Regions from separate parts of the Mus musculus genome. Here region 2 is linked to region 1. Evidence: chromatin contacts called from public Hi-C data. All regions are on one chromosome and are shown on one strand. The core of a region is the stretch at or near the end of the contact, and the rest is flanking DNA. Distances in the headings are between cores, read along the strand shown. Region 1 holds the start of Igtp (interferon gamma induced GTPase). Region 2 holds the start of Arf1 (ADP-ribosylation factor 1).

Region 1 (5,644 bases), core at 2,128-4,627:
CAAAATCGCTCCAGAATAAACAACCTCTTATTTCCTTGAGAGAGAGGGGGCGGGGAGAGGAAGAGGGGAGAGGGGGTAGGGGAGAGGGGAGAGGGAGACACCCCAAGAGGTGTTACTCAGTTGATAAGAGTGTTTGACTAACACACACGAAGCGCTGGGTTCAGTCCCTAGTACCACAGAAAACCGGGCATGTGTCTTAAGCTTGTAGTCCCAGAATTTAGGAGTTGGAAGCAAGAGGATAAGAAAATTAAAGGCATCCTCACCTACACAGTAAGTTTGAGCCTAGCTTGGACTTCGTGAGACCCTGTCTCAAAAAGAAAAAAAAGAAAAAATAGCCCTTTCTGTGTGCATCACCACCAACATTTCAAAACTTCACATCAGCCAGATGTGGTGGTGAACGCCCTTCATCCCAGCAGAAGCAGGCAAATCTCTGAGTTCCAGGACAGTCAGGGCTACACAGAGAAACCCTGCCTCAAATAAATAAATAAATAAATAAATAAATAAATAAATAAATAAATAAATCCTAAATTTGCCAGGAGGTGGTGGCACACACCTTTAATCCCAGCATTTGGGAGGCTGAGGCAGGTGGATTTCTGAGTTCGAGGCCAGCCTGGTCTACAGAGTGAGTTCCAGGACAGCCAGGGCTACACAGAGAGACCCTGTCTCGAAAACAACAAAATAAAACAAACAAACAAACAAACAAACAAAACCTCCCAAACTCAAGACCATCTCTTTGATTCATGTAGTGTGTACCTGTATCCCATGAAGGATACTTTTCCCATCCTTACACTGAAGAGCCCAGTGTCTGCACCAAAAAGCCACCGTTCTAGCTGTGGGACCACTTCCAGGGAACAACTTCTGAGTGTTGATTAGTTCCCTGGGATGGCCCCACCCAGTTCTCTCCTGGGCTAGCGTCTCTCTTTACTCCTTTCCTCGGTGGCCTCCCCTCCTGTCCCGGGTGGCCTCTCTCCTCAGTCCTCTCTCCTGGGATGTTTCCTCCCTTTGTTCCCTTCCTGAAGTGAGTTCATCTCTCCCCCCAGAGCACTGTCTGCAGCCACTCACACAGTGGCTGGGCCTGGACATAAGCTCAGAACGGAGGAGTTCAGCCAAGAGCCCCAACCTGTGTTTGAAGCCTCATCCAACTCCCTGCCAGCCCAACCAGTTTCTGAAGTCTCAGTTTTCTCATCGGTACATCAGGCAAGCCATGCTACTCACCTTCCAGATATTTTGTGGCAACTTTGTGACTAAATCCATGGGACGTGTGTGCCCTGCTCTCTCTCTCTCTCTCTCCACAGCTCTCCGCTGTCTGAGTGAACGCTCTGGAGTCTCAGCTAAAATGGCTGGGCCGGTGGTCCTCGGCTTCTTTCTTCTCTCTTCAACTTTATGGAGTATGAAGGTCTATGTCTGTGGGCCTGAACTCTGTGGGTCTGCTCTAGGCCTTGCACTCTTTACTCTCCTTCAGAACCTGTTAGAAAAACGATTTTACAACAACTGATGACAGATGAGGAAAATGTATTGTCAGAAACCACAAGGAGCTCTTTCTGCCATCTCTCCGTGAGCTTGCTTGTGGTGTGCATGCCCCGGCGGGTGCTCTCAAGAACAGCTGAGAAGAGAGGCAAATGCCAGGCACTCGTCGGGCCGTGGGCCAAGGCATCGCTCAGGTCCTAACTGAGATGATGAAGCAAAGCTACATTGGCGAATTTTAAATCATTGATGATCTCAGAGCTGGGGACTACTGTGGGCCCCAAAGGCAGGCTGAACAAGTGCGGACCTGCTCCCACCTGTCAGTGTGGCTTCACCGTACTGGACCATGAAGAAGCAAGACGAAAACACACAGAGGGGGGAAATCCCGGGATTCTTTTTTTTTTTTTTTTTTTTTTTTGGTTTTTCGAGACAGGGTTTCTCTGTGTAGCCCTGGCTGTCCTCGAACTCAGAAATCCGCCTGCCTCTGCCTCCCAAGTGCTGGAATTAAAGGCGTGTGCCACCTTTTTATAGAGGTGTAAAACATAAATAAAAAGCCCCCGTGGACTGTTCAAGAAAAAAAAAAAACCAACAAAAAGAAAGACAAGGAAAGAAAAAAGAAAAGAAAGGAAGAAAGGAGAGAAGAAAGACATCTTGAATTATACAAAGCAGTTCCTGGTCACGCTTCTGGTTGATCTAAAGCTGACTACAATTCTCCATAAAGATCCAGATCTCTCTAAATACTCTGGGGAAAGGGGGGGAAAGAGATGCCTCAATGAAGAAAGCACTGGCCTCACAAGCAGGAGTTTGAACCCCTGGCATCCACATAAAAGCCAGTTTCAATACTCATGCCTAAAATACCCTAGCTGGAGAGGTGGAGGTCCAGAGGAGGATCCCAGAGGGCTTGCTGGCCAGCCAGTCAGTCTAGCCAAGAGGTTCACTGAGAGATTCTATTTCAATAAAATGAAATAAATTGGAGAGTGACTGAGGAAGACACCCTAATGTCAGCCTCTGGATTATACACACATACACACTGGCAAGCAGACACTCGGGCCCACACACAAATGCAATAGTCTCACACACACCTGCACAAAAAAGGTCACATACACAGTGGAAGTGGCAGCCCATTGGTTGCCTATGTTACTATGTTCCGTCGGGTTGCATTTTGTTATACTCTCTTCCAAAAGATTAAATTAAATGCTGGCAGATGAAGAACCAGCGTCTCCAAGGCAGATAGATAATGCCCAACAGAGTTAGACAAAAAGTTTCCTTATGAACCCAGCCTTCCAAGCCAGAGTTCTAGCCCCTGCGTGTCGCACATGGAGAACAGATGCACATTACACAATTCCAGAATGTTCCAATATTACCTGTGGGCTGTTCTGATCCTGGACTCTGGCCCCTGAGGGGTCATCGAAGTAGTGGCCAAGAGAATTTGAGTAAAATCCCACCTGTTTTCTCTTAACTAGGCTCCCTCAGAAGACCCACAAACCCAGGGATACCCAGGTAAAAAAAGAAGCACACTGCTTCTCTCTGGTGAATTGGAAGGACTTGATTCAGCCAGACACCATGCACTCCGATCCTGAAGACAGTGCAGGAGGGTGCCTGCTGCACAGGGTGCCCCAGAGGAACACCTGACCCCAGACTCCCCTGCCCTGAGCAGGTTTATAGGCCAAGCAGGAGCCCCTCACCTACCTGCTCAGAAGCCTTACAAAGCTGCAATCCAGGCTCAGGACGGTCAGGAGAGAGAGAAGTGTGGTGGGGCAGGGTCCTGTGGGGAAGAGCGATTAGAAGAGGCAGGAGCAGCTGAAGGGCAGCCTGAGCTCCTAGGTTTCCTCTCAGACCCTGCTCTATCTATGTTGGCCCAGATGTAAGTCCCCAACTTCTAGGCGTGAGCCCTGCCTGCCTCCTCCCCAAGGGGCGGGGCCTGATGCCCGAACAGCTTTCAGTTTCAGTTCCTAGAAATGGCTAGTTTTCGGGAGTTAGCACTCAGAGGCCACGTTCTTCTTCAAAGAGAGGGGTAACTGGGCCAGATTCCAGGTATAGAGGTCAGAAGTCTGCCCGTGAAGCCTGCCATTCAGACTTCGGTCAGAGCTGCCTTGTCTGACCCTGCTACCTCCTTTCCGGAGCCCCTCTTAATGATGGCACCATGTTGAGACCCAGCGAACTTGGTCCTTGGAGAACTACTCGCCCTTCATTGCTGCTCCTTGGGGCTTCTGTCGCTTCTCATTGTCTACTCGCTCCTTCCCGCCCACTCAGCTCAGGGGCAGAAATTCCACCTACTCTGCCCTGTTCCAATTCTGTCGTCTCCCCAGGATCAAAGTATGCGGCAGAATATGCCACCTTTAAGTGGTCTCCTTCTGCCCACCGGTTTCTCTTGAGTTCAGGAAAAATATTTAAAACAAAGCAAAACAAAAACCAAAAAATAAAAATAAACACTCTCCCCCCCTCCCCCTCCCCCCTCCCCCTCCCCCCTCTCCCCCTCCCCCTCTCCTTTTTTTTTTGTGTACAGTGATGCCCTGGACCACTGAGTGCCCAGGTAGAGGGGAATGGGCTAGTTTCCCTGTGTAATTGCTTAGCAGGGTAAGTGGCTGATGGGAAGTGTGTGCTCATTTGCACAGTCCATGCCCCCAGGGCTCCCCCCACCCCAGGCCATTTACTGACCTGGTCTTTCATTTTCACTCACTGTCCCTAACATCCTGACTCCCTCCCTCCCCCATCCCTCCCTTCAATAGGTGTGCATGTGCATGAGCCTCGGAGGTCGGAGCAGAGAGTTGGAACCCGTGCAACCGGAGTTACAGGACATTTCTCTGTATAGCTCTGACTGTCTTGGAACTCACTCTGTAGACCAGGCTGGCCTTGAGCTCAGAAATTCGCCTGCCTCTGCCTCCCAAGTGCTGGGATTAAAGGCGTGGCCACCTCTCCCGGCCTGGGCATCAGATCTTAATACAGATGGTTGTGAGCCACCATGTGGTTGCTGGGATTTGAATTCAGGACCTTCGGAAGAGCAGTCAGTGCTTTTACCTGCTAAGTCATCTCATTTTTAAGTGTCTCTGCCACCTGTGACTTCTCTCGCTCAGAAAATGACAGCAGGCAGCACTCTGCAAGATGCCCTTGCACAGGAGTGTTCCTGATCGATGAACTTGGTCAATAGATGATTGACAGGCTGGGGAGATGAAGTCAGTAAGGTGCTTACAGTGCACACACAGGGACCTGAGTTCAATCCTCCAGATCCCATGTCAAAAGTTAGACGTGGTGATATGTACTAGTAACTCCAGTACGGAGATAGGCTGATGGCCAGCCAGCCTAGACTATTTGGTAAGCCCCAGTTACAGTGAGAGACTTTGTGTCAATAAACAAGGTGGAGAACCTCTGAGGAAAGACAGACAAAGTTGTCCTGTAGCCTCCATATGTGTGTGCATACACAGGTGATGATTTACAAAGAAGGTATAACAGACCCCTAGGACCAGGCTGTCTCTGTCCCTGAGACCCAAAGGTGACTGCTGTGCATGCGAACTTCCCAACGATCTCTCCTGTGTGAGGAACATTCGCCACATCAGGGGACATCAGCAGGATTGCCACTATCCACCTGTATTCTTTTCTACCCTTTGCCTTTATAGCTGGCCTCTGCTTCCCGACTGTCACCAGAGCAAGAACAAGAAGCAGACTCCTGTCCCTGCTGGGCTACAGGGAGATGTCAGTTTCGTAAGAATCTAAACAAACCAGGCACTCAGGAGGCAGAGGCAGGAGGATCTCTTGAGTTCGAGGTCAGCCTGGTCTACAGATCAAGTTCCAGGACAGCTAGAGCTACACAAGGAAACCCTGTTTCAAAAACAAAGGAAGGAAAGAGAGAGTGAGAGAGGGGGGGAGGGAGGGAGAAAGGAAGGAAGGAAGGAAGGAAGGAAGGAAGGAAGGAAGGAAGGAAGGAAGGAAGGAAGGAAGGGGAAAGAAGGAAGGAAGAAAAGAAGGAAGGAAAGAAGAGAGAGGAAGGAAGGAAAGAAGGAAGAAAAGAAGAGAGGAAGGAAGGAAAGAAGGAAGGAAGAGAGAGAGGGAGAGAGGAAGGGAGGGAGGAAAGAAGGGAACAATTGTGGCCCATGTTCACACCCCAATTCCTGTATATGTGATTTTTTTTTTAGAAACAACTAGAGGCCCTGCCCCCTCTCTTCCCCTCTCTGTTCCCCCTCAA
Region 2 (6,253 bases), core at 2,414-4,913, 1.0 Mb before region 1:
GTTCAGGAAGGGCAGGGCTCTCCCTGTAGCTCTCCCTCTGGGGAAGTGATTAAAGCTGTAAAGTTCCACCTGTAAGCAGGTACTAAGGGTCCAGAGTTTTTATTGTATGAGCACGTTGAACATAAGACATAATACCAAGTGGAGTTCTAATGAGACTCAGTGCTGCACAGACTCAGGGCACTGTGAAGTTATGTTTTCAGCCAGTTAGCCTGCTCAGAAACTCCTGCTGGAAAAGGCCCCTAAGAGGGACTAGAGAGATGGCTCAGCAGTTAAGAGCACTGACTGCTCTTCCAGAGGTCCTGAGTTCAATTCCCAACAACTACATGGTGGCTCACAACCATCTGTAATGGGGTCTGATGCACTCTTCTGGTGTGTCTAGGGACAACTGCAGTGTACTCATATAAATATTAATTTTTTAAAAAGATTTATTTATTACTATATCTAAGTACACTGTAGCTGTCTTCAGATCCACCAGAAGAGGGCGTCAGATCTCATTACATTACGGATGGTTGTGAGCCACCGGTGATGTGGTTGCTGGGATTTGAACTCAGGACCTTTGGAAGATCACTGAGCCATCTCTCCAGCCCCATAAATATTAATTTTTTAAAAAGTATTTAAAATAATACTTCAACTTAAAAAAAAAGTGGTCTGGTGCAGCGCTGAGCTCCCTGTTGGCATAGGAATCCCAGAGAACACTGTAGTCTGTCAAATCACCAGAGTGCCTGAGCCCTAAGGGGTCAGGGAAAGAGATGTGGAGGGCAAACTTCAGTGGGCTCCACCTCAGGTGTGTGTGATACACGTATGCACAAGTGTGCACATGTATGTGTGTGTATATATATATATATATATATATATATATATATATATATATAGAGAGAGAGAGAGAGAGAGAGAGAGAGAGAGAGAAAGAAAGAGAGAGAGAGAGAGAGAGACTTCTACATCTCTAAGCATCAGTAGCCTGGCATGAATGCCATCCATCTTACAGAAACTGCAGAAATTGCCTGGGGCACAGGATGGGGTCTTCAAGGCACACACAGTTCCTTTCACCTCACTGAACCTCCTTTCTCTGGTCTTACTCTAGGAGTCCATCTGTCTCTTTAGCAACTGACAAAACCAGGAGGCCAGGCCCCTGGAGATCCACGCCTCTGACTAGGTGCTTAGGAGTAAACCTCGTAGTAGACTAGTCTACAGAAGAGGCCCTGGACTTTTCCCTGGCCTATGATCAGCTGAAGTGGAGGTTTGAGGCCATCGGCACTCCCAGCTTTCTAGTACAGGTAGCGGAAGGATCCTGGACAGCCACACGGACAGCTTCTTTCAGTCACAGCTCACCTCGCCCCCTCCTGGCCAGAGCTGGTCCATCCAGGGACCTCAGATAGGAAAAGGGACTCCTGGTCTCTAAGCAACCTTGTGGAAGAGTTAGCCTCAGTTTACCCGAGCAATTGCTATTTCCTGGTAGGGTCTGTCCCTAGTCATGCCCACTCAGGGCTCCCACACATATGTTTTCAAGCCCCCGCCACCCCACTGGGACAGGGCTCAAAGCAGAAGCACAGATGAAAGAAGGAAGTAAGTTTCTTCACTTGGGAGTAGGCATCCAGCAATCTGTCTTATCATTTTCAAAAAACTGTATCTTACATAAACCCCATCTTGTCTCTCCATATTGTTTTTCAATTTGCTAAGTTCCTCCTCACAAAATAAAGTTTCTTTGGCTTTCTATTTCTTTTAAAAATTTTAAAGATTTTGTTTTTTAAAAAATAAATATTTTTAAAAATTTAAGATTTTTTTTTAACTGTGTGTGGTTTATGCACGTGCTTGTGGAGGCAGAAGCTTCAGAGTCCCTGGAACCGGAGTTATGGGCAGTTGGGAGCTAGGAACAGAGCTTGGGTCCTCTGTGACAATAGTATGAAGAGTTTCTTCAGTTCAATTGTCCAACTTCCTTTTTAATACACACTTGGGGATGGAGTGATGGTTCTGTGGTCAAGTCCACTGCAGCTCTTGTAGAGGAACTGGGTTTGGTTCCCAGAAACTGCATAGTAACTCAAAACATCAGTAGCTCCAGTTCCAATGGATCTTCTGGACTTTTTGGGCACCAGGCACCCATATGGTATACATACATATTTATAGACACTCACATATATAGATAAAATAAGTAAATCTTGAAAAATTATATATATTTAAGTGAATATACAATTTAACATTCAAAGTTCATGTGCAATATGAAAATTTCACTGTGGCTTCAGCTGACCTGGGGAGGTAGGAAGAGCCTGCCTAGGTAGGTATCCACTTCAAATGTATCATCCATTACACATGTGGATATTAAATATCTACAAAGGCTGTTTAAAATTTTAACTGACACAAATAATTATTTACGGGGTACAGAGTGATGTTTTGAGCGGGACTACAATGTACAGTGGTCACATTACAATAAACAGAATGACTACCACCCTGTCTCCATTTTTTCATAATTTTAGCCTTTTTAGGTACAGAAAGGGAGTTTGGTTCTTGACTATTAGCCTGCGGTTTTCTGGACACCCCATCTCTTTGTCGACTTATCCATGAGGCTAAGACAGGCTTCTGGCATGGCTGGAATCACAGGTCTCAGGAGATGTCCTGCCATTTCTCCAGGGTTGGTGGCAGGCAGCGACACCCAAGGCTTTGTATAAACACTTGCTGTGTGTTGAGGGTGAGAGAGAACAGGCAAGCACCCCCATAGACGTTTACAGAAGCAGCATTTGAAAATGGAGCCCTGAGCGATGGAAAGGGATGTGTTAGGGTCAAGAAGGTGACTATTGCATCGAATCCTGCCAGGCTCAGCACCCACAACTCTGGGGAGAAAGCTCTGGAGGTCTCAACCCCCAAACACAGTGAGGATGCCCTGTACCCTGTGCCTGGACACAACAGTGGCTGAAGCAGGCCCTGGTAACAGAACTGTCTCCTGCTAACTCAATAGATAGGGCTCCAGGCTCAAAAGAATCTCCCAGGGCCCTCAACATCTCCTACCTGTGGGACTTCTCCCAACAGCACACGGGGTGGAAGAACTGGATAGGGAGGACAGAGCCTGGGCCTGATTCCTGCATCGATGGGGAGAGTTAACGGATTCCTCCTCACCTGCACCCTGAAGGAGGCCACCCCATCACTGCCTCTCAGGCAGTGCTATGCCCATGCAGGTGTCTGGTCCTCTCAGTCAGCTCTGAGCGTGCACACAGGTCCAAGACCAGTGTGGAGACATGGTGCTTGTCTGACATTTGGCCTGCGCCTCTTCCCACTTTGGCCATCTGTCGGTCACATCATTCTCTTCAATTCCAGGGCCCAGCTGGAATATCAGAGACCCTGGGGTACTGTGAGAAGGACATTACACCTCCTAGGGCTGACACGACCTTCCCACTCTGACCTTGGCGCTCTAGAACGCTTACTGGCCTCAACCCCCGCATCCGCGGAATGGGCTGGAATTCCGCAGGAAGGCGCGCGTGCGCACGCGCCGGCGGACACGGAACTCCATACACCACACCCTTGCTCGTTCTAGTGCCGGGAGCCAGAGTGCTAGCCCGGGACCCGATCCGGAAACAGAGCGACCTCGGCTCCGCCCCGTGAAGGCTACAAAGTGCAGACGCGCAAGCGCCATCCGTGTGGGGGCGGGGCCCTCTGCGTGCCCGCCCTCTTCCCCCGGCGTGCCCCGCGGCAGGCGCTGACGTGGCTGCCGTCAGCGCCGCCATCTTGTGGGAGCGAAACCAACGCCTGGCTGGGAGCAGCCGCCGCGGAGGTGAGACGCGGGGCGCGCTGAGGCCGAAACTGGGGAGGCCGCGGGCTGGTCATCGTGGGAGTCAAGGGGGCGCTCAGCTGCGGCTGCTAAGGACCGAGTCCGGTCGGGCGGCCTGAGGTCTATGCTCAGTGAGCTCGGCGGCAGGCCGGACAGAGGATCGGGACGCCCCGGAGTCCCGCGTCGCCCACGGCCGCTTGGCCCTCCCCCACTCCGCGGCCCTTACGCCTGCCTGGCCGCCCGCCGCGGGCCGCAGCCCGGAAGTCCGGCCAGGACGCCGGCTCTTCTCCAGGAAGCCAGGTTTCCTGCTGTTCCTCTCTGCGCCTCTCCTAGGCTCCACGGCCCGAGAGCCTGGGAGCGGGGAGCAGGGTTCGGGGGGTCACGGGGTTTTCCTTCTTAAAGGCTAGCCGGCCGCTTCAGATACGGCATGAACCGCGGGCTTGGGGAAACTGAGGCTCGGGTGGCCCCGAGACGACGTCAAGGTCACTCGGGTGGCGAGGTCTTCCTCTTCTGTCTCTCGAGTCCGGTTCCTGTCGGCCTGGAGGACCGAAGTTGTAGGAAGGGGGAAGGGAAAGGGACAGGTGTCGGACAGGGGCTCCGAACTGCGGATCCAGGTGCTGGGATTTAACACGCGCATTTGCGGATCTCGGGGGATACCAGAATACCCACTGTGATCCCCAATTAGCCGTGATTTGGGCCCCGAATATCGTCGGTGAGATCTGCATTGGGGTGCCGATGGCCCCCGGAGGGGTTTGAGCCTTGTTTCGCCTCTTGACCGGCTCCTTTATGCACTTTTGGGTGGATTAGAAAGGCCATTCTGAATTGGAGAATCTTTAACCTGCCCATGGAATAACCCGTTCCCGGCCTCTGAGCAGTCCGCAGGTACAGAGACCAGGTCCAGTACACAATTCTGGCTGTCCATTTAGGGTGGTCGTGCCATGTCAGTTTGTAGTGTAGGTAGCTACATATGTTGTATGGTCTAGCTACATAGAACAAATGCAAAATGCTAGGGATTCTGTTCACATCAAGAAGGAATTCTCCCATTCAAACAGCAACTGGCTGCTTTGTCAGGAAAGGAAGGGTCAGCTGCTCTTGGTCCCAGAAGTCATTGGAGAGCCCAGTAGTTGATGCCACAACCCATGTTGGAGTCTTCTGTTGTAGTTCTTGTTTCACAACTAGTGGTCAGCAGTTTTTCCTGCAGGCTGATTCTGGTGGTTTCTGCCGTGTCTGTCAGAAGACTAGTGAGGTGCCATGGTGCTTTGTGTGCTGGCCTCGTGTCTCTCCTCTGTCTTAGCCAGTATCCACAGTGCCTGACATAGGTGACTATAGTGTCCTCACTTTTGAACTTTTAGCAGCACTAGCAGAAATAGCCTAAACTATGAGATTTGATGCACTGTGTTACTACCTGGTTTCTCTGTTTCTCCAGAGAGTTGTGTGGTGTAAGGGCCAGTCACAGATGTGTGAACTACATTGTCTTCTGTGGCATAAAGGTTTCCCTTATTGGAATGTCTCTCACTTATCCTTAGATTTGAAAATGGGTCTGAGTCACTGGATCACCACACTGTTCTCTTGCTTGTGAGGCAGATGTACAGAATTGCTACTTCAAAAAGGTTTAGGAGCTAGATGGTAGAGTGCTTTTCTAGCCTTCGTGAAGTCTTGGTTTGGATCTCTAGCACTGCATACAAGGTTTAAGGCAGTGTGAATAACAGCTGACTCATACTCAGTCTACTCATCCTGAAAGGAAAGTAGCAGTAACTAGTTCTGTGGCCCTCACACAGCTGTGATTGTAAGTCATGCATCTGGGACGTCCACTGTGCCCCTTGCCCCTTGTAGAACGGATATTCAGAATCTTTGCTCCACTGGGCTGCTTCCTCTGCCCAGGACCAGACAGGCTTCAAAATACCTTTTCTTTTTCTTTTTCTTTCTTTCTTTTTTTTTTTAAAGTAAAGGTAAATTAGACCAGCAGTTGCTGTGGTAACCCAGTGTCAGGCAGCCTAACCAAGAGAAAAAACTTGTTGTGCAAGTTCATGCAATAGCTTGTCACAATGCTTTGAAATTGTTTGGTCAATTTTTTTTTTCAGATTCTTAGAATTAAATGTTACATTGATGTGCAGGGTTTTTCTGTATAGCCCTGGCTGTCCTGGAACTCCCTCTGGAGACCAGGCTAGCCTCGAACTCAGAAATCTGCCTGGGTGTTGGGATTAAAGACATAAGCCACCACCTCCTGGCTCTGATATACAGGTTTAAATCTACTCGTAATCACAAAGGCTGTGCTGCTCTAGGTTGCTCTGTCATTCCTGGTCTTCCCTGTTGTCTTTCTTGAATCTCTTTGACCTTTTCATGAAATTGTCAGAGATGGTAAGGAGAGAAAAATGGAAATTTCTTTGACTTGAGATTTGACACGCAATAGCATCTTTTTGTGTGTATTCTCTATCTACTATTGAAGATTTGACATTGCCTACTGAGAAGTTAAAAGGTAGCTGGGGGTGGGAGTGTGTA

Evidence for each region. A called contact is a pair of places that touch in the nucleus more often than the background predicts.
Region 2: a Hi-C map of B cells shows a contact between it and region 1, with 8 read pairs. The contact joins the promoter of Arf1 here to the promoter of Igtp in region 1. A contact is called at or near these places in 1 of 39 promoter capture datasets (pre-B cells), 1 of 484 Hi-C or Micro-C datasets (B cells) and 1 of 9 other capture datasets (macrophages).

What each region holds. Positions count from the first base shown.
Region 1 is chr11:58,197,289-58,202,932 of GRCm38.p6, reverse strand. Igtp (interferon gamma induced GTPase) reads right to left here and starts at 3,377. Exons shown (of 3, transcript NM_018738.4): 1 at 3,154-3,377; 2 at 1,216-1,465. The coding sequence starts at 1,254.
Region 2 is chr11:59,225,677-59,231,929 of GRCm38.p6, reverse strand. Arf1 (ADP-ribosylation factor 1) reads left to right here and starts at 3,663. Exons shown (of 5, transcript NM_007476.3): 1 at 3,663-3,757.